Linked DNA regions of Mus musculus: all the other regions are linked to region 6. The links are chromatin contacts, called in public ChIA-PET, HiChIP or PLAC-seq, Micro-C and promoter capture Hi-C maps. All regions are on one chromosome and are shown on one strand. Each heading gives the region's core, a stretch centred on a gene start, on an enhancer-like site or on the middle of the called end of the contact. The rest is flanking DNA. Distances are from core to core; before and after follow the strand shown.

Evidence for each region. Promoter capture Hi-C pulls out the DNA fragments that hold promoters and counts their contacts. A called contact is a pair of places that touch in the nucleus more often than the background predicts. ChIA-PET counts read pairs in DNA pulled down with a chosen protein or histone mark. HiChIP or PLAC-seq counts read pairs in DNA pulled down with a chosen protein or histone mark.
Region 1: a Micro-C map of embryonic stem cells shows a contact between it and region 6, with 4 times the contacts expected there. The contact joins the promoter of Pcbp3 here to the promoter of Pofut2 in region 6. A contact is called at or near these places in 6 of 39 promoter capture datasets (the 3T3-L1 cell line, the SN4741 cell line, hippocampal neurons and 2 more), 15 of 484 Hi-C or Micro-C datasets (CD4 T cells, CD8 T cells, LSK cells and 7 more) and 1 of 115 datasets of contacts at active chromatin or transcription factors (embryonic stem cells).
Region 2: a promoter capture Hi-C map of pre-B cells shows a contact between it and region 6. The contact joins the promoter of Itgb2 here to the promoter of Pofut2 in region 6. A contact is called at or near these places in 14 of 39 promoter capture datasets (the C10 cell line, the HPC-7 cell line, the SN4741 cell line and 9 more), 4 of 115 datasets of contacts at active chromatin or transcription factors (bone marrow-derived dendritic cells, craniofacial prominence, effector CD8 T cells and 1 more) and 2 of 9 other capture datasets (adipose tissue and liver).
Region 3: an H3K27ac HiChIP or PLAC-seq map of extraembryonic endoderm stem cells shows a contact between it and region 6, with 2.8 times the contacts expected there. The contact joins the promoter of Sumo3 here to the promoter of Pofut2 in region 6. A contact is called at or near these places in 10 of 39 promoter capture datasets (the 3T3-L1 cell line, 3T3-L1-derived adipocytes, the C10 cell line and 7 more), 5 of 484 Hi-C or Micro-C datasets (B cells, the G1E-ER4 cell line, embryonic stem cells and 2 more), 4 of 115 datasets of contacts at active chromatin or transcription factors (bone marrow-derived macrophages, epiblast stem cells, extraembryonic endoderm stem cells and 1 more) and 2 of 9 other capture datasets (liver and pancreatic islet).
Region 4: an RNA polymerase II ChIA-PET map of memory CD8 T cells shows a contact between it and region 6, with 8 read pairs. The contact joins the enhancer-like site here to the promoter of Pofut2 in region 6. A contact is called at or near these places in 11 of 39 promoter capture datasets (the 3T3-L1 cell line, the C10 cell line, the SN4741 cell line and 6 more), 1 of 15 datasets of contacts at CTCF or cohesin (the NIH/3T3 cell line), 1 of 484 Hi-C or Micro-C datasets (the HL-1 cell line), 6 of 115 datasets of contacts at active chromatin or transcription factors (embryonic forebrain, embryonic hindbrain, forebrain and 3 more) and 1 of 9 other capture datasets (embryonic stem cells).
Region 5: an RNA polymerase II ChIA-PET map of memory CD8 T cells shows a contact between it and region 6, with 54 read pairs. The contact joins the promoter of Ube2g2 here to the promoter of Pofut2 in region 6. A contact is called at or near these places in 6 of 39 promoter capture datasets (the C10 cell line, cranial neural crest, frontonasal cranial neural crest and 2 more), 7 of 484 Hi-C or Micro-C datasets (CD4 T cells, CD8 T cells, the G1E-ER4 cell line and 4 more), 4 of 115 datasets of contacts at active chromatin or transcription factors (extraembryonic endoderm stem cells, memory CD8 T cells, microglia and 1 more) and 3 of 9 other capture datasets (embryonic stem cells, liver and macrophages).

What each region holds. Positions count from the first base shown.
Region 1 is chr10:76,960,558-76,963,880 of GRCm38.p6, forward strand. Pcbp3 (poly(rC) binding protein 3) reads right to left here and starts at 1,390. Exons shown (of 16, transcript NM_021568.2): 1 at 1,191-1,390. Gm35664 (a long non-coding RNA gene) reads left to right here and starts at 1,584. Exons shown (of 2, transcript XR_380584.1): 1 at 1,584-1,618; 2 at 1,819-2,045.
Region 2 is chr10:77,528,357-77,531,867 of GRCm38.p6, forward strand. It overlaps Itgb2 (integrin beta 2), which reads left to right and starts at 2,014. Exons shown (of 16, transcript NM_008404.5): 1 at 2,014-2,103.
Region 3 is chr10:77,604,076-77,607,384 of GRCm38.p6, forward strand. It overlaps Sumo3 (small ubiquitin-like modifier 3), which reads left to right and starts at 2,022. Exons shown (of 4, transcript NM_019929.4): 1 at 2,022-2,266. The coding sequence starts at 2,246.
Region 4 is chr10:76,797,219-76,800,703 of GRCm38.p6, forward strand. Pcbp3 (poly(rC) binding protein 3) reads right to left here. Exons shown (of 16, transcript NM_021568.2): 5 at 2,311-2,334; 6 at 1,409-1,441; 7 at 577-693. Among named protein-coding and RNA genes, the nearest start is that of Col6a1, 73 kb to the left of the region's middle. Within about 2 kb of position 1,728, at least 52 of the 459 cell types and tissues checked have an H3K27ac peak or open chromatin away from gene starts, as enhancers often do. A contact at or near this core is called in memory CD8 T cells, where this site is marked.
Region 5 is chr10:77,620,500-77,623,814 of GRCm38.p6, forward strand. Ube2g2 (ubiquitin-conjugating enzyme E2G 2) reads left to right here and starts at 1,822. Exons shown (of 6, transcript NM_019803.3): 1 at 1,822-1,917. The coding sequence starts at 1,875.
Region 6 is chr10:77,257,974-77,261,114 of GRCm38.p6, forward strand. It overlaps Pofut2 (protein O-fucosyltransferase 2), which reads left to right and starts at 1,327. Exons shown (of 9, transcript NM_030262.3): 1 at 1,327-1,480; 2 at 2,601-2,851. The coding sequence starts at 1,350. It overlaps Gm10941 (predicted gene 10941), which reads right to left and starts at 1,250. Exons shown (of 2, transcript NR_026944.1): 1 at 754-1,250; 2 at 1-13.

The DNA.
Region 1 (3,323 bases), core at 140-2,639, 300 kb before region 6:
AGAACCGGCGCCTGTCTAGTCTACCTGTTCAGGCTCTAATGAATGGTGCGGGGAAAACCTGAGGAGAACTGAGAGGAAAGAAGAAAACAGAAGACCACGGTGGAGGGGAGAGGAGAAAAGGCCGCACCCTGCCCTCGCCCCACATCCATCCTCTGGGCTTCCTTTTTTTTTCCTCCCCAGCTCGTCTCAATCACAAGACATCCGTCTAAGCCTTGCAAGTCCCAGTGAGATCACAGCTATTGTGTGTTGACCCGAAAGCCTGCAGCGTAATGTGCCCACTAACAACTTCTGAATTTAGGGAGGGAGTAAAGAGGCCTGGGTTTTCCTGAGTGGCTCTACCCCGACCCCCGACGTAGGCCAGGGCCAGTTACCGTCAGACTTTCACAAGGACCCTAGGCCGTGCCTGAATCCAAGAACAGGCAAGACCATGCAGAGCTGGAGAGTGAGCCCCTCACTGGAAACTTCTGTCTAGGACCCTGTTCTGGCCCCAGCTCCAAGCCCAAGGGGCTATCAAGAACTACTCTATTCCGGGAGCCCGACCCTCGGCCCCACACTTCCCCACCCACCCACCCACCTCTTTCTCCCTCTCTCTAAGTAATTCCTGCCTCAGCCTAGGACCCCGGTCACAGCCTGGGAAGCTGCTTCCCTTGACCCTTTGCTCAGCCTGATACACATGCCTCTGGGATTCCCATCTTCAGTCCTCCGACCATCGCTTTGGCCTGGGATACCCCCACCCTGCTTTAAGCCTGGGACTCTGCACTAAGCCCTGGAACCTCAGCCTTGAGCCCTCAGAGCTCGGTACTCAGTCCTAGATCCCCGCCCTCAGCCTAGGACCTTGGTCTTGGCCTGGGACCCCTACCTTCAGCCCGGGACCCCCGCCCTCAACCTGGTACCCCCTATTCTCTCCCAGGACCTCCGCCCTCAGCCTGGGACCCTCACCTCAGCCTGGAATCCTCGCCTCAGCTTGGGACCCTCGCCTCAGCCTAGGATCCCGGCCCTAGTACTGAGATCGCCAACCTCAACCCTTCCCCCAGGATCCCCAACACCCCAGCTCGAATGAAGTTTTCTGACTGCGAACTGTCCGGTCCTCTGGCCTTTGGAGGGGTCTCGGCCGGCCTGGGACGCGGCATGCGAGCTACCTCCGCGCTGGACCCCCCCACACACACTTCAACCCGCCGCCACTCACTCACCTGCCCCGCCGCGGACAGGGAGGCCGCGGACCAGGTAGAGCCTATGCTGCCGGTCGGGTGGGGCAGAGGAGGCGTACACGGCGCGACGCGAAGCCCGATGCGACCCAGCGGCGGCCGCGGCGTCTCCTAGCTCAGGCGACGGTAAGCAGCGCCTCGAGCTCTGGCCGAAGCACTGCGCGCGGCGAGGACCCGCCCCCTCCGTGCAACCAGCCACTCCTGCGCAGCCCGCCGCCTCTGGCCCCGCCCCCGCTCAAGGGCAGGGCCTGAGAAAGCGGGCGCCGGGAGCCAATGGAGCTGCGAAACGGTGACCATCACAGCCAATCAGGGCACGGAAAGCTCTCCGGCTAGAAGCCGTTTAGCGTCGAAGGGCGGTTAGGGTTGGGCGGGGCCCCACTCTGGGGCTGGGAGGAGGCGGGGCTTCTGGAAAGGTTAGTCAACTGGCGGGGGCGGGGACAGTACGGGGCGGGGCCAGGGCCGGGCCTGGGGCGGGGCCTCCAGAAGGCTAGAGGGAAGGGAGTGGATGCTTGGTTGTGAGATGGCTGCGGGGCCTGCATCCTCTGCAAGTGTTTGGCACACGCAGCTAGCGGGAGACTGCAGACACCCAGTCTCGCACGCGCTGATATTCTAGGGAGGTCAGTTGGACCCACAGCCTTCGCGACTATGTGGGCCTGATCCGTTGACCGCAGCCCTTCGCGGGTGCCCCTCTCTGCTTGGAAGCCTTTGAAAGCCAACACAGCCCAGACTGTAGAACTTGTGTTTAGGTTCTGGGCCTGCACACCTGTCCACAAGCGATTCAAAGCCGATGGAAGAACTGGCTGTGGTAGTGGCTGTGGGAAAACATGTCATGTTGTTGTTGTTGTTGTTGTTATCTTTTGTGCACCTTTCCTCAGAGGTGTCCTGCTCTATTTTGTGTCAATTAACTATCGTTTTCATCGGACTAAACTTCCTTCATCTGATTGCTCTCTATTAGCTTAGGCTTATTCCTTTCTGCACACCACGAAGGTAAAGGAACCAGGCCAACTTGTAATTCCAGTACTGATAGAAGCTGCGAGTCCTGGGAACTCTGCCTTCCATCAGTACCTAGATACCCAGGAGCCCAGGGTCATCCTTCCTGGCTTCCTGAAGCAACCTGAACCAGCCAGAGAAGGCCTCTTTGGACTTGGAAATCAAGCTTTGCCCTTCATAGGTGGAGAGAGTGATCCACATGTTTACCTCCAGACTTTCGAGAAGCATCTCTGGGAAACAGAGTTGCTTCTTTGTTGTCATATGAACAGACGGGTGAGCAGAGAAGTGGGTTGAGGGTGACATTCTAGCTGAGATGACAAAACTCATCCCGCCCTGAGCCTCAAACCCACCAATGACTCACTTCGGTGCCAATAACGATATATCATACATGCAAAGGGGTGTATACATAGCTCTGTCCCCTCATCCCTCCACCTGTTACAATCACGATCTCTATGGTAGAGTCAGGAAGACTCCGTAGGTCTGAAACCTCACCATAGTAACCAAGTAGCTCTTGGGAATGCCCAGAGTCCTGTGAGTATGATGTCCTGGAATCCACTCTGAAGGGAAAAGTCCTGGTCCCCTGTAGCAGACATATACAGTAGTCACTTGGGATCGATGAGTCAGAAAGGAGTGTGCTCTTATTTGTCTTCAAACATAACCTGTGTGATTCAATGACAACCTCTGAAAAGAAAGGGCCTGGGTCCGGGCAAGCAGGAGCTGTCAAAAGCCTTACCCAGCAGCTAAGTGCAGCTGCAGCAAATCACGAACCTTTACCTGGAGAATCTAGAGAGCATATGGACAGCCTTATCGCACATTACTACACCTTAGCCCTGTGCTATGGTAGAGAGGAGGGCGGAAATTTGGAGGAGGGCATGTCAGGTAGCATGCTAGGAGTCCCTGAGACAAGGACTTCCCCTAGGAGACGAACACAAGGGATTGACATTGAACCCAGCAGCAGTACCCAGACCTAAACCAGGACTTGAACTAAGATCCAAAGTGTCTCCAGGATCAGCTCGGGCCATCGGCCTCCTGGGCTCTGCACAGTGGCTCCGGAGGCTGGAGCTGCATTAGGCTCTGTCGAAGCACCCCCCCCCTCCAGATTACAGGTTGCCAGCCTCCTACTCTACT
Region 2 (3,511 bases), core at 764-3,263, 270 kb after region 6:
CACCACAGACTTCCCCACCAAGATGGCCTGTATCCCAGGTGATGAATCCTCCCTCCCTTAAAGTTCTTCTTGTCAGGTTTGGTTTCTGTGATAAGAACTCCCACTGATACCACACTACACGTGTTTGAAGGTCTGTGGCTCCATCGGTTTGCTCCAGTCTCAGTTTTCCTTTTGAGTGTATTGAAAAGTGATCAAGATTGTGGTGTCTTTGTGAGTGCTGTGGCGTATGCCCACGTTTGTCTGTTTGTGAGGGAGCTGGCTTGTGCATGCATGCTCTCGTGGAAGCCAGGGGTCTTCCTCAATTGCCCTCTGCCTCATTTTTTGAGACAGGATCTCTTTGCTGAGCTCAGAGCTTACCGATGAGCTAGACTGGCTGACCAGTGAGCATCAAAGATCCAAGAGGACAATAGTCCATATCTCCAGCTCTGGAGTACCAGGCACACACAGCCACACCCAGCTTTGCGCATGCCCAATGGGGTGCTGAGCTCACGTCATCAAGTTTGTGTTGCAAGCACTTTACCCTCTGAGCTATCTCCCTGGCCTCTGAACTATGCCTTTCTGATATTTGGTGGTGTTTGTTAGTATTTTCTACAAGTATGTGCAGGTCTTTCATTCTTGACTTTTGTCCCCCGTTCCCCGTCCTTTATGAGCTAGGATCTTACAGTTCTGCCTGGCTGGTCTTGAATTCACAGCGGTCCTCCTTTTTTTTTTTTTTTTTTAAAAAAAAGATGTATTTGTTTTTTTTATGTACATGAGTACACTGTAGCTATCTTCAGACACACCAGAAGAGGTCATCGGATCCAATTACAGATGGTTGTGAGCCACCATGTGGTTGCTGGGATTTGAACTCAGGATCTCTGGAAGAGCAGTCAGTGCTCTTAACCACTGAGCCAGTGGTCCTCCCGCATCAGCATCCTACATTCTGGTATTACAAGTGTGAACTGATACACCTGCTTTCCAACAATGTTCTTTCAACAGTTGGCATCTTTTGCACATTTTTTTTCAACTGTGAGAAGATATAGAAAATATGCATAAAGGTTCAGGGCTATTAACTTCTTGTAACCCTCTCAACCATTATCACCAGGATGTCCTGCATAGCTGATGTCCCCACTCCACAGCTTTATCTTCATGTAACTATGTCTTTAAAAATTCTACCAAGCATACTACACGAAGAAAGAGTAACACATGAACACCCAGGTCTTCAGCCAACACCCCCCCCCCCAACCCTCCGCTGTGGTCACCTCCTGGCCTCTGTCTTGTATCCACACCCACCTCCAACCCCCATCCTGATTACAAGGAAGAAAATCTGCCATGTTTTTCTACCATTTGCGAGCATTTCAGCATGTAACTCTAAAGATGCAGGTAGTGGGATGTAACCATGAAACATTGTTGCGGAAAGAATTAACTGTTTCTCAACAAGGCTGACATCTCAAATCTTATGCTAAAGGTTCCCAACTCCCTTTGGTGTCTCTCTTTCTGCCCTCTCTCCTCTTGCAACTAGTCAGGTGGGGTTTTGTTCACCACTAACTTTGTGATTGAGCTCCTACAGTGTTACTTAACACATCCCTCCATGCCCCACTCTGCCCCATTTCTCTGCCCAGGACCTTCCCCTGCCTCCTTCTTCCCATTCGCCTGCTTCCTCGAGTGGGCTACCACCTCAGCCCATCCACTTGTAGCTGGGTCCTTCTCCCAGACTGAGAACCCACACAATCAGCCTCTGCTTCCGCCTGCTGGTCCATGAATCCCTACCTCTTCTTGACATGTGAGAGAGCCCCTCGATGCTATCAATGGCTGCTGCTTCCAACAGTAGCCCCTCCACTCTTGCCGTAAAAGCTTGTCATCGCCTACAAGCCCCTCCCTCTCTCAGTGTCTCTTCTCTAACGTCCCACGTGTAAAGGGGCTGAGGTGATACCCACATGTGGGCCAATCAGCCAAATGTCACTCAACTTCCTCCTGGGCGCTGACTTAGAACAGGAAGTGTCAGGCGGGGGGGCCTCAGCGGCTGTGTTCTTTAGACACAACCACACAGCCAGCTGGCAAGAAGTAGGCAAAGACATCTCCAGTCAGATTCTCGGAGTGGAGGCTTCCTGGGACTGAGAGGGGGTGAGTGCAGGGCTCCTGTGTTCAGGTAGCTCTTATGGGAAACACCTCAGAAGTGGGCTCTTCCGGTGGAATTTCTCTTTATGACTCCAGCCCGACAGGCACTGGTGGCCTTTCCCCATCTCTCACCTTGCCTATCTGTCAAAAAAATGGTCTTGTACATGTGGCTTCTGGCTATTCAGACTCTCCTGACTGACGTCCAGGGATGGGAGGCCTGGTACCACAGCTGAGCAGAGTTTCAGGAGCGCTGGGAACATCTGTAACTGTGGGTCAGCAGGCAGCCGACTGTGTTGATTCTCTCTCTGTGATAGTCGTGGATGCCCGGGACTGAGGAAGGTCAGCTATGATAAGGGGTAGGGGTGGTGGTGGAGGTGGCTGGGACAGATTGTGGGAGGGAAGGGGTCACATACTGACACCCACCTACTATGAATGGAAGTAGATACTTATGGTCATGAAGGTGAGTGTCAGATTGGAGGTAATGAGCAAGAGAAGGAGCTGCTGAGATGTCCATTGTCCCCATCTGCTTTAAAATGGCGTGTGGGGAGTGTGTATGTGTGTGTGGGGGGGGGGGTGATTCTCAGTCTACCCTGCAAGTCTCTGGAACCTGGGCTCCAAAATGCCCAGCCCAGCTTACAGCATAGCAGATAATAAGGAAGTCCTCTACCCAAGAATCCCACCCACATACCATAGTGGCCAGGCCTGGGGCCAGCAACCACAGGGTCATATCCCAGATAGGGGGAAGGTGTCAGGTGACAGACACCCTTTCTACATCCACCAGTGAGTGAGCAGATGAGAGATTGTTGACTGCTGCCATAAGCAGGAGTAAAATGAGCAAGTCCTGAGGGTTAGTTAGGGCTGGAGAGGCCCAAGTTTCCTATCTCCTCCTTTCTCCAACATTTCTCTGTTGACATATGTGGACACAGTCTTGCCGCAGGCATGCATTAGGCTGGGGTGAATTGTGTTCACTGCGATTGTGGAGGAACCATGCAATCATCCTTTGCAGGAAGTGCTGCAGGGGGCCGGGGGCTATCTTTGATACACAGCTTGGGAGGAAGCCTTCTGCTCTCTATGGAGAAAGGGTGTGAACTGGGGAGGCCACTGAACTCTGGGGAAATGAGAGGGTGGGCTGACTGGCTCTGCAAACTCCAAATGTCTGCAGTCAATAATGACTCAAAATTCCCTTCAAAACTCACTCCCATGAGGAGTGAGCCGTGGAGACTACTGAGGCTCCCGCTAGCTACAATCTATCATCACTCAGGTGCAGGTGGTTCTCTGCAGGTGGTAGGGCTGGGGATAGGGGTGTGGGGTGTTGAATGTGTGTGTGGAGCTACATGGAGCCCTGGTGGGGTGACTCTGTAGGGAGGTGCAGGTTCTGACTCAGCTACTTTATTCACATCTCTCCCCCTTTGGA
Region 3 (3,309 bases), core at 772-3,271, 350 kb after region 6:
AAGGCAGGCTGGGATGCCCCATGCAAGGCAAGCCACTCTTCTCAGGTAACCAAAGTCATGCTAAGGTCTCATCCATGCCCAAGGGGCCTCCTTACAACATTAAAAAAAAAAAGGTGTGTGTATGTGTTCTGTGTATGGGTAGGTGTGTGTGAGTGCAGTACCTATAGAGGCCAGAAGAGGGTGCCAGACGTCCTGGAGAAGGGGCGCTGAGATCCAAACTCAGGTCCTTTGGGAAAACGGAGTGTTCTGTTTACATATACACATAGACATAGACATAGACATACACATATCTTAAGAACAGGCTTTGAAATACACACGAGTGAGCATCTTCCTGTTACCGGTTGTTCACTTTGCATAATGGTAGGCTTTCAGTGTGTGAATGGGTCATCATATGGTGTGAATGGATCGCAGTGTGGCTGTTTCTTGCTGCAGCTCACGTAGGTGCCGAGTTCATCCATCCTGTGCTGCACGTGTTGTTCTCCGATCACTTGGTAACAGATGCCCTCAGCCACAGACCCTCAGGTTTGATTCTTGTATCCTATAAACTGTTAATACAACACTTTATAATGCTTGGCATCTTAGAGCTGGTGGTACACTGTGGTCTGAACACTGCCTGCCCCGAGTCACTCACAGCTAATAGTGGAGGGAAGGTGTGCTCTGATCTCCAACAACTGCTTCAGTCAGCCTGGTTTCTGGAGTCCTGTCTCCCAGTTACACAGTCTGAGCTGGACATTCCAGAGATATGTTCAGCTAAGGATGACCATGATCTGTATTTGAGGAAAATCCATACCTTGGTCTGGTCTGGGTGTGGGATGAGTTCCAAATGCGTCCTTGTGGAAGACCTTGACAAACTTCTCGAAGAAAGGTCATGTGTACAGGGGAAAGGCTAAAAAAGGTTGGCTTCACAGACACTTGGCTTAGTAGCTTTGCAGTATTACCAGGAAGTGGGGATACTTGTCTGCTGGCCCTTCCTTGGAACAGAAACATACTTCTGTCAAACAGAGCGCCACTTCTCTGGAGGCTGCTGTGTGGTCCTGGAACACGGCCAATCAACACCTTCCTGAGACGACTGTGGGTGACTGTGTCAGCCCTGACTGGCCTGATTTGCAGGTGTTAGCAGACAGACACAGAGGGCCTGTGGGCTGCATTCTAAAAACTCACGCCAAGATACAAGGAAAGGACACTCTTGACCCCTTAGCCAGGGCTCCCGATGGATCTTCCAGCTCAAGCTTCCCTTGTTTTGCTTATCTAGTTGACTCCTTGGGCATGTTATTAAACTTCTAGGCATCTTGGTGTGCTGTGTAAAATGGGTTATTAGTGTCCACAATAGCATTCCAGAAACAGCAAATGGTAGGTCAGAAGGGAAGCTTTCTGTGCCTGTCACTCTCACCCACCCAAGCCACCTAGTGGTTACTTTGGGACTACGTAAGGAGGGAGAAAGGCAGCTAGATAGTGAGAATGAAGGGGAAGAGCTTGTCCTTCTGGAGAGCCATCTTGGGAATGGCCCTTGTGGAGGCTGGTCCACCCCATCCAGGAAATCAAATGAAAAAAGATGAAATGGGAGCATGTGCTGGCTTTCTGGGCCAACAGAAGCCATCCTCTGTGTCCTCAAAGGATGCCTTTTCTAGACATGAGCCCTCCTGTGACATTCAAATTAAAGGCCAGAGGCCTGTTCCAGGAGTGTGTGGTCCATAAACCATGCCTGGTAACCTCCTTATTCGTCTTCCGGACCACCTGAAAGGGTTAGCCTGAGTTTCTTTGCCCTCTCTTACCCAAATGCAGCCTGCATATAAGAAAAAGTCCCCAAATGTGGGTGGTGAAGAGGCTACTGGTTGGGCCAAAACGTTCCTCTGGGTCCTGACCTAGCACACAGCGCCCCCACTCCTCCCGTGCCTCCCTGCGTGGACGCGCAGTCTTGCACCCACATCCGGGGTCTCTGGGCCTAGGACCTTGAGTCGCGCGTCCCCGGGGCTCTGCGCGCACCCGGGCGCCTGACCCGCCCCGTGACGCATTCGCAACCGTCCTGAATCGCGGCTGGCCAGCGCGCACCCGCGGCGCGGGGCGCGCGCCTCGTGCACGCGCCCGACCACGTGACTCCGCGCGACCAACCAGCGCGCCGGGATTTAGGGATAAAGCGCGGCCCCGCGACAGTTGCGGCGGGAGAGCGGCGGGGCAGAGAGCGTGACTCGCCCGCTCCAGTGCCACCGGTTCCCGCTGCGCTTGCCGCCGCCGTCGCTGCGCAACCATGTCGGAAGAGAAGCCCAAGGTAAGCCCGGTACGCAAGCCGCAGCAGATTCCGCGGAACGCAGGCCGGGCCGCGCGCAAAAAGGGCCCGCGGGGCCGCGCCCGAGCCTCAGCGCCCCTCCCCCACCGACCCGCGCCCCTCCCCCACCAGCATTGCACTCCGCCCCGGGCAGCGCGCTAGCCCCACCCCCGGCTGTGCCTCCCGCCACACCAAGGCTCCGCCTCCGGGGTAGCCCCGCCCCGGGTGTAGCCCCGCCCACGGCTCGAGAACCCGGAACTTGGGTGCTGGTTCTTGGTTCGCAAGGGCCTCACTCCCTGACGCGGCCATCCTTTCGCGTGCCGTGCGCACAGTTGCACGCGTGGTGCTGCGCGTGAGGCTCAGCGGGCGCTCGTGAGAGCTGCACCGGAGTAAGAGCAAGGCTGGCCGCTCCGGGCTTCCAATGTTCGCCCGGCCGCATGCCCTTCCACTCCATCGCCGTGGTCTCGGCAGTTGGTGCGTGGGAAGGCCAGGGTTGCCCATTTCAAATTGAACAGTTTTCCCACACTCACCTGCCCTGCTGGGGGCAGTTTTATCCAACGGGAGATAAACGTTGGAGCCTGGCATTCTGTGCTCTTGACTGGCCTGGAGATGACCACTGTGTTGGCTCAGGTGAGAGACCCCAGGAGCAGGGCAAGCATCTGGACTAATGCCATGGTACCATGCTCAGCAGCCGAGCCCAGAAATATCTTGCCTGCGAGGTCCTTACCTTTAATTTCAGCTCAGCCTTGGGTCCTGCCTGCACCATCCCGGATATTGAATGAGCACCTGTTCGCCCTGTGCCAAGAGTAGACAACTTACTTTATTATATTTTGTAGCTGGTAACTACAACAAGAGTTGTAACCTTTTGGTGCGGTTAGGCAGGAAGTGAATGCCTGGTGTGTACTGGAGTGGCCATGCCTTCTGCCTCGGGTTAGTGGAGACAGAGGGTTATATGTTATATTTTGGTGACGCAGCCCAGGGGCTGTTGTCCACTAGGCAGATGCTCTACCAGTGAGTTACTTACTCTCTCCACACCCCCACAGCGG
Region 4 (3,485 bases), core at 478-2,977, 460 kb before region 6:
CAGAAAAACTATGCCAGCTTGGTCATCACCATGTATGAATTAAATGGAAATAGTAAAACCATGAAGAGCACATAGAAGTATTACAGATGTATGTGGATAGATTACAACACATGTATGTGGATATATTATATTACACATGTATGTAGATGTGGATATATTATACATGTATGTGGATATACGTATGTAGATGTGAATGTGTCCCAACATAAAAATGTCCTTCTGTCTCTAGCTAAGACACTCTTGGGGTGGGGGGCACTGCAGCTGAAACCAGAGTTGTGCCAGCCAGGCCCTGAAGGTGTGAACACAGCCTAAGAGACACACCCGCAGCTGTGTTGGGAGGCGGGAGGCCTGTGTTCTGAGGTTACCCATGGTGCCTGGGAAACCACGAGGATGAACTTTAGGAGACAGGGAGGACACTGGTCCTCACAAGCTGGACAGAGGCAGGGTATTGAAGGTGACTAGAACTCTTAAGGCCACCTTATCACAAAGCAAGCCAGTGCCTCAACCAGTGAGGCAAAGTGATGGACAGGCTACGGCTGGGACTGGGTCTCACAAACGTGCCAACCTGTGCCTTACCTCCTCAAACTTGTACGCGATCATAGCAAAGGCCTTGAAGATGGCGTCAGTTGGGCCTGTGATTGTAACGATTCTCTCTGGGCAGTTTCCCTCTGAGATGTTGATCCTGGCGCCACTCTAAGGTGAGAGGAGAGAAAAGGTAGCTGGTGGGAGATGAAAGCTATCTCATGTGGGCCTGGTTTTTCCAAGCTTGCACACAACTTTAGGCACAGACACTAGAAATGAAGCATGCTTTAAAAAAATAAAAAATCTCATTCTAAACAGTGAAATCCTTGCCAGGAATCCTCATCAAATTGGAAATCCTAAGGTTTTGTTTTTGTCTTTTAAGACAGGGTCTCATGCAACCAAGCTGGCCTTAAACTCCCTGTGTAATGGAGAACAGCCTCGAACTTCTGTTCTTCGGCCCCTGTCTCTGTTTCCCTGGTGCTGGGGTTACAAGCATGTATCATCATGCATTCCCAGAGTAGGTTTTTGTTGTTATAACACAGGTTTTCTCTGTGTAGCCCTGGCTCTCCCAGAACTCACTCTGTAGACCAGGCTAGCTTCAAACTCAAGAGATCCGCCTGCCTCTGCCTCCCGAGTGCTGCAATTCCTTACCACCACCTGGCTAGAATTTTAATTAGTATGAGGTCCAGTGGTCCCTAGGAGAGCTTATGGCCTCAACAAGCTGGATGCTGTTTGTGTAGCATGTCAGAGAGGATTGCCCCTCGTTGCCTAGCATCCCTGATACAAGGGCAGGTCCATGAGAGCCACAGCAGTACCATTCTCCACCCCCTAGGGCTGGCCAACCTGACCTGGGGAGGGGATAACATTTAGGGCAGAGCACACTCACCTCTTCACGCATCTTCTTTACTGTTTCTCCTTTCTGGAATGGAGACACATAAGGAAGTCTGTCACTGCCAGGGGCACAGAGGGTCCCTGCGCCTGACACAGCCTAGCCCTGGCTGCTAGTGGGGGGTGCGGGGGCTGCCTACCTCTGGTCTGCTCCCTGTCCTTGCCAGCCCCCGTGAGTTAGCTGGTCTCTTTACTCACTGGGGCCCACAATCCAGGGGCACCACAGATGAATAAGCCGAGGCATGGGAAGGGAGGTACAGTCACCCAGAGGTGGAGCTGGTCACGTGGGTGAGCTTTGATCAGACTCAGGCCCGTTGTTATGACAGCGCTACAGATCCAGTAGCAGGTGTGATGCCTGGCAGGAGCTAGGGTTACGAGATAACCAAAATACAGACAGCATCCAGGAGGGCAGTCTCTCCTCTTTCACACGGCAGTGAGCTTTTGATCCCCCTGCACTCCCCTACTCTGGGAAGCAGCTTTCGCTTTCGTTGTATTGAGAGGAGGACAGTAATGCTTCCTATGTCTGAAACCCAGAGGTACCAGGCACCGAAGTGGGAACAGGAAGCTTCAAAGTGCCCAGCGGGGGCCCTGCCAGGGCCGAGGAAGAACACGTACGTGTGTGTGTGTGTGTGTGTGTGTGTGTGTGTGTGTGTGTGTGTGTGTGTGTGTGTGTGAGATGCACCCAGAGCCAACGGCAAGACTCACAGTACAGTAGGTTCAGGAAGGGAGGGGCATAGACAGAGCTGCCAGGGCAGAGCTTCCTGGGACTCTGACTTCCTCTAGGATAGTGCCAGTGAGGGCCTGTGTAACTGCTGGGGCTAGTCAGCACCAGGGGCTACTGCTGTCTCTGTCTGTCAGCTTCTAGAGAACCAAGAAAGACACAAGTCACTCAATAATTACCTTCCCGATGATGCTTCCAACTTCCTGTAGGGAAAAAAATCACAGAGAGATGATGTCACAAGGCACTCTGGGGCTGGCGTGAGGGAGAAGTAAAGCGTTTACAGTGTGGGGTGGTACCAGGGCCTGTGTGCACCAGGGCACCGACCGAGTCGTCCCCTGCCCCAGGGAGAGCTGAGGCTCTCAGCCAGAACATGTGTCTGTTGGGTTGTCCAGCTTCTCTATGCCTAGCTGACCAGGGGGATCAGAAATGGAGCTGAGCTCAATTAGCCAACTGCCTAGGAGCAAGGCAGACAGTCAGATGCTTTCTAGATAAACAAGGAGAGAGAGTCACCCCTGCACTTAAGGCCTCAAGGAGACCCTGCCACAGATGGACAGGAAGTAATGCCCCTGCCTAAGAACACAGCACTGCCACATTGGTTTATGAGGTAGGACACTTGGAGAAGCCCCTGGCATGGCCTCCACCATTCTGCATTTGGATGTCAATGACTGTGGGGTATATGATCACCTGGATCACTGGCCCCAGCCTGTCCCAGCCCACAGGACAGCTCCAGGAAGCTTCCATCACGGTCTGTTGCTTGGGGCAGGGCCACCTGACTTTCTGCCATGGAAAAATAACCTCTTTCAAAGTCTGACCTGCTTTTCTCACTATTTTAACCAAACTCTCGGAATGCTAGAGCTGCTGTTGATCCCTGTGGAGGCAAAGCATGGGCTCAAGAACCAAGAGGAGAGAATGGTCCTGTGTGGCATTGCCATCATAGGAACTGTGGGCTAATCTGTAGAGAATCCCATGTGGGGACGTGCTACGAGTAAGAAGGATTGGACACTGTCCACCATGGAAAGGGATGTCTGGGTGCAAGGGGACATGCTTTCTGGGGGAGCTGGATATTCCAGAACTGTTGTTCTAGTAGTCAAAATAGTGCACAAAAGCTAGGAGCTAGATCTCTCAGGGTAGAAGGAGAGAGGTCAGGGCACCAGGTTAAGAGCTTCTGTCTTGCTGGGCCAGGTGGGGAGGTGTGACTCCTGGCTATCAGGACAGCACCCACCTATAGCAGTCAGGCACTGGGGTATTAAGGTATATGTGTTAGGTCAACCAGTCTTGAGTAGCTCTAAGGAAAGTGTCATTTGGACTGCACATGCAATAGCTTTGTGGGTTTGAGATTGTGTTGCCTACGGGG
Region 5 (3,315 bases), core at 572-3,071, 360 kb after region 6:
AACCTTCTGTACAGCTACAATGTACTCACATTAAATAAATAAATAGATCTTTTTTTTTTTTTTCGGCCATAGTGTACTCATAAAAATCTTTAAAACAAAACCAAACTAGCTCTGAAGCTCATGGTCAGGCTCATCCCAGGGATGGCCTCAGTTCATGGTACTACTTTACAAGTTTGTTTTCTTGCTGATGGGATCAATACCCGACACACAGAAGTTAATTTTGCCTTGGGGTTGGAGGGGATACCGTCTATCATGGCGGCAGGTGGCTCCAAGGCGGCAGCAGTGTGTGACAGCTGCTTACTCACCGGGTAGCTGACTGGGAAGCAGAGAGAACTAGAAACTAAGCTAATCCTAATCTCAAAATTCACCCCTATCCAGCTAGTGGAGGTTCCACCCTGACCAGCAAACATGTGGGCACGACTCACATTCAAACTGTCGCAGGGAATCGGGGCTGCCACATCATTTGGATGTGTTAGACTAACTTATGCTTCTACAGGCAACAGCAGGAGGAGCAGTGTGTCCTCGAGGCCTCCTTTTGACTTGTGGGTGGGGCATGCTTGGGAGGGTTATGCGTGTGGGATTTTTTTTTTTTTTAACCTTACATGTAATTGGAGTAGCATCCTAATATTTTTTTTCTTTCTCAAGATAGGGTTTCTCTGTGTAGCCCTGGCTGTCCTGGAACTCACTCAGTTGACCAGGCTGGTCTCGAACTCAGAAATCGGCCTGCCTCTGCCTCCCAAGTGCTGGGATTAAAGGTGTGCACCACCACTGCCTGGCTCTAATATATTTTTTTAAAAGATTTATTTATTGTATGTAAGTACACTGTAGCTGTCTTCAGACACCAGAAGAGGGAATTAGATCTCGTGACAAATGGTTGTGAGCCACCATGTGGTTGTTGGGATTTGAACTCAGGACCTCCAGAAGAGCAGTCAGTGCTCTTAACCGCTGAGCCATCTCTTCAGCCCCCTTAATATTCTTTTTTAAAACGACAAATGTGATGAATCTAATGCCTCAAATCTTTTGAGTTCAGCTTCTTATACTCAGGGTCCCAGCAGGAACTTTCTCTTTGTCCCTACACCTAGTCCTGAAAGCCCCTTTTTTCGGAGAGCCACGTCCCGAGCTGTATCCCTCATGTCCACTTAGCGAAGGCAGTGGTGCACCTAAGAAAATACCAAGCATCTATCTGGCAGTTCCGTATGATGAGGAAGTACAGCTTACTTGGCAGAGTCTGAGTTTTTTTGGCCAGAGAGGATGGGATATGGCCCGGGAACTTTATCCTTCCTTTGTGAAACCAAGGTACTCTTTCTCTTGCTAGAAGTGTCATCTCAAATCACCTGGGCCTCAAAAACCAGGTGTAGTGGCACTTGGGAGACAGAGGTAGGCAGGTGGCATCTCTGTGAATTCGAGGCCGGCCTGGGCTAAATAATGAGTTCTAGGACATTCATGCCTACAAGGGGAAAGTTTCACGATCTGGACAGCCACTTCTGAGGGGCGAGCCCAAGCGCAAGGACATGAGTCTCATTCAGGAACAATCCATGATGAGCCATTAGCTCTCGCACTATTTTTCAAGACTAAAGGGCCGCAGGGCGAGCTGCGCAAAGCCTCACGGCGGCGTAGGAAACCTTCAATGCTGAGGGTGTGGCCGGCCGAGAAGATTCTGGAAGCCGAGCTCCGTCGACCCGGGCCATTACCCGGGGAGCGCGAGGCGAACCCCAGCGAGCCTGTCTGAAGCACCCGGGTGCGCCACGTCACCCGCGCGCGCCCCGGATGCATTTGCGCCCGGAGCCCGCGACCCGGAAGCAGTCGTGGGCGTCGGAGCGGGCGGGCGGGACCGGCGCGGATGTGGCGAGGCTGCTGAACGCAGGTTCCGCGGTATGGCGGGGACGGCGTTGAAGAGGCTGATGGCCGAGTATAAGCGTGAGTCAGGCGGCGCCGCCTTCCTGTCCTCTTCCCCATAGTCGCCCGCGGCGTGGCCCGGCATGGCTCGGCTCGGTGCGGTGCGGTGCGGGGGTACTGGGCCGGGCTGCGAGATTCCGCGTGCGGATAAAAGGCCAGGCTGTCGCCGTCACCTGCGCACCCCAGCCAGCGGCAGCGGGGCTGGCCCTGGGCTCAGAAGCCGGCCGGGGCAGCGCCGCCGTGGCCCTGCCACCCGGGTCTGGTCCCTAAGCCCCTGTGTGCTGCGCATCTGCCCTCCCGACAGTTGATGCTGCGGGGCGAGTACCGGGTAATCCCCGTAAGGTGGTCGAGCCGTCGAGGGGAGTTGGGGGAGAAAGTTAAAAATAAACAAGATAACGCCTCAAACCCCCGGCCACGCCGCAGGTGCGAGTTGCTGGGGAAAACCAAAGTTTCTCGGACACGGGCTCCGGACAGTTTCCTTGGATCCGGATCTGTTTTTCTCTCTGTTTTACTTTTTCAGCTCTGTGTCTAGATTGAGACACATCCCCTTTATCTAAAAAAGAGGGAACAGCATTTAAGCTCCGGGACAGGGGTTTAAGTTTTGACCACTTCTACCCAAGGGTATTCACATTAGAGAAAAACTTATCCGCCACAAAAAGCCTCTACTCGTACGTCAGACAAAACGTATTGTCACTTAATTTGAAGTTAAGGTTGTGAATCATCTCCGTGTGAGAGAGAGAAGGAATTTGGTTAAAGAGGGAACTCTAAAATAGGAAGGCTGGCGAGGGGCTCAGGGGGTTCACAGAGGAGAAGGACTCCACCTGCTGTGGCTTCTTGGAAGAGGAAAAAAAAGGGCAGGGAGCTAAGGGTGGCCCCAGGCTGACAGCTAGTCTGGGACCAGTGTTACAGCCATACGGAACTGAGTTGTGCCAGCGACTTGAATGGACTTGGGTTGCAGCCCTGAAACAACCAGCTGTCTCGGCTGGGCCCAAGCCCACATGGAAACCATGAGGTCATCAATGGATATTGTTTAAGCCTGTGGCAGCAGTGATGGAAATGCATCCAGCAGTACAAAGCACGAGGAGCGAGGGAGGGAGGGAGGTTTTTTCCGTGTCCTTGTGAATTCAATAAAAGTCCCACTGAGTGTTTTTCTTCCTTTATGGTATAAAAGGTTTGTCCTCTGTTTAAGACCATGTACTCTAGTATTAGGTAGATTCAACAGGAACATCCAGGTTGAATTAGAACATCCGAGGTTGGGCTAGAGCGAAGGTGTTCTTGCATACCTGATTGTACTGTAGATTTAGAGGCGATATGACCTTGAGTGTGGTTCATTGTCTAACTTTTTTTTAATGTGTTTTTTATGTGTATTTTTATGAGTATTTTGATTACACATAGGTAAGTGTGTCATATGTGTGCCTG
Region 6 (3,141 bases), core at 77-2,576:
GGACACAAGTCCTCTGTTAGGGTAATTAAAAAAATTTATTAATTAAATGTAAGTATACTGTAGCTGTCTTCAGACACCCCCAGAAGAGGGCATCAGATCTCATTACAGATGGTTTTGAGCCACCATGTGGTTGCTGGGATTTGAACTTGGGACCTCCGGAAGAATAGTCAGTGCTCTTAACTGCTGAGCTATCTCTCCAGCCCCTGTTAGGGTAATTATTATAATCTGGGTGCTTTCTCCCAGGCTCTGTCTTTTCTTTTTCCTACCCCTGCCTTTCAAAGACTAGGTTTTGGGGCTGGAGACGTGGCTCAGTAGCTAAGAGCAATGACTGCTCTTCCAGAGGTCCTGAATTCAATTCCCAGCAACCATATGGAGTCTCACAACCATCTGTAATGGGATCTGATGCCCTCTTCTGGTGTGTCTGAGGACAGCCACAATGTACTCATATACATAAAATAAATCTTAAAAAAAAAAGACAAAGACTAGGTTTTACTTTTTGATGAAGCTCAACTATCTCTTTAATGCTATGCTTTCTGGCCACCTGTGACTCTCTTGTTTTTATCAGATATCCGACTGTTACAGCATACAGTAGTAGCGTGCAGAGTATGTGGCTGTCTGCTTCGGAATCTGTATGTAATACTAACTCCATCAGTTAACACCACTTCAATGGGGTCTGTACAAACACTTGGTTCTAGACACTTCCACTGCGATGCAACTTTTAAAAAAGAAAAAAAAAAAGCCACAGTCACTCACAAGTATTTTCAGGAAAGCTCAGAGCTCCGTGGGGCACCTGGTCCTCTGACTCCTAAGCTGCTCGCTGCTCCAGCGCTAGAGCCCTACACGGAACGGAGAGCACCTTCAGGTCCTGCATCCATCCCCACTCCTGGAGGCCAGTGCTCTGTCCTCTGGCTCTGTCCTGCAGGACCAGACCTGCGGCCAGCTCCGCCCACATCCCGGGACCGTACAACACCCGGCAACAGGAATGCCTGGCGTCGTGATGCTCAGCAAGTCCCGGATGAGACCAAGCGAATTCTCTCTGCCCTCGGGACAAATAGCGCACCTCGCAAAGCCGACGACTCTAAGACTCAACCGAGCCAGGCCACCGCAGCGCCCTCAGCTGAAAGTACAACCAGGAGAGCTTGGGAAGGGCGTGACTGCGCTGAGGACACGCCCATTCCCCAGGACCCACCCCTGGTCACGCCCACATACTCCTACTCAGACGAAGAGAGGCGCGTGCGCACCGTGGGTCTGGCCGCGTTGCCGTAGCTACTGGAGACGCGCTCCGTGGGGCGGACAGGCGCACTTCCGGACCGGGGCGCGGCAGCCGGAAGTGCGTGGCCGCCGGGGCCATGGCGGCGCTCAGCGTCGTCTGCCTGCTGCTGGCAGCGGCATCCTGGCGGCCGGTCTCGGCTTCAGGAGAAGAATTCTGGCCTGGCCAGTCGGCGGCGGACATCCTGTCGGGGGCGGCATCCCGCAGACGGTAAGCGCGTCCACGCCGGCCGGGCGGAGCGAGGCATCTGGGACAGGGTCAGCAGCGGGCTGGGGGCAGCGGGACCGGGGCTGCGCACGCAGGCTGCAGGAGCGAAGGCTGCGTGGCGAAGGTCGCCCTGGCCTTGGGCTGAGCTGGCCGTCTACTCCCGAGAGATCGCTACCAGAAGGTCCGGGAGCGTAGGTGGAGCCCGGCTCTGGCCACCTCAGGCACGCTGTCCCGAGGCCGATCTTAAGTTCCAGCGAGACAGAAGTTCGTGTGGGCTGTCGTGGAGATGGCGCTTCTTCCGCGGCCGCTCTTCCCCAAACTGGAGGGAGGGTAAACCAGGGGTCTGGTGCCGACAAACCCAGTGATGACGGGACTGAAGCCTGCCCGCGATTCCGTAGAAAGGAATCTTGCTTTGGCGAAGCCTTAAATAAAGTTTTAGAACCGTTTTCACGGAGGGAGATTCTTCGTCACTTTGACTTTCTCAGATGTCATTAGTGTACTGTGGAGTTTTTCCACCGGCCAGCCAACCGGACCTGTAATATCACAGTGAGGCTTAATCAGAATATTATCATCCTATCCTTTTCACTGTTTTTATTTTGAAAATGCATATTTTTCATTTAAAATAATCTTTGTTAATATAACGAGACTGTTGTTATTTTTCAGTGAATGGATGAATACTTCTAGCTTTAGCTTCCAACACAGGAACTGTCAGTAGATTTAATTTATAAACCAGATTTGTCCAACCTGTGCCCATTGACCACATACATCTCAGAATAGCGATGAATTATTGATGACAGACAGCGTCATGCCTCATTGTCAAAGGTTTGGCCCCCCCTGAGTAAACAACTGGCCTTTGGGCATCTCATTAATTTTGTTCAGACTGTGAAGGAGTCAAGGAGTCTTTGGATGAGACACTGTGGGAATGGCTGTGAAACCGATTCTCAGGCTCAGCCGCTGAGGTTCCGTTTACATTCTGATTTGTCAGAGAGTGTGAATCTGCTGTTGGCACTTATGAGCTCTGCTGGTCATTGTATAGTCACTGCCCTCTCTGTAAGCCGGGTGTGGGTGCCCCATGAAGATTCCCCACAGTTCACACACGGCCTATGTCTTGCTCCCTTCTCAGGTACCTCCTGTATGATGTCAACCCCCCAGAAGGCTTCAATCTCCGCAGGGATGTCTATATCCGGGTGGCATCCTTGCTGAAGACGCTGTTGAAGACTGAAGAGTGGGTGCTAGTCCTGCCCCCGTGGGGCCGCCTCTACCACTGGCAAAGCCCTGACATCCACCAGGTCCGGATTCCCTGGTCCGAGTTTTTTGACCTCCCGAGTCTCAATAAAAACATCCCCGTTATAGAGTATGAGCAGTTCATTGCAGGTGAGGCGGGCATCAGTCTGGGAGGCTTTTCTGATGTGGACAGCTGGCTGCCCGGTCCAGCCTGCCCTGGCACGTTCCACTCGGTCCTTCTGGTAGTGCTTGCTTTGCTTCCGTGCTTTCTCTAGGGAAGGGGGTCTGAGCAGCTGTGGCAGGTGTGGTCAGTGCTGACGAGAAAGCAGCTGAAACCATCTTAACCAAGAGATGCACACCAGTGTGTGCATCTTGTGGGGTCACACCAGGGTGCTGAGTGGTCTGTGAAGAGGCCTTTGGCCTGACCTCGCCCTGCTTCC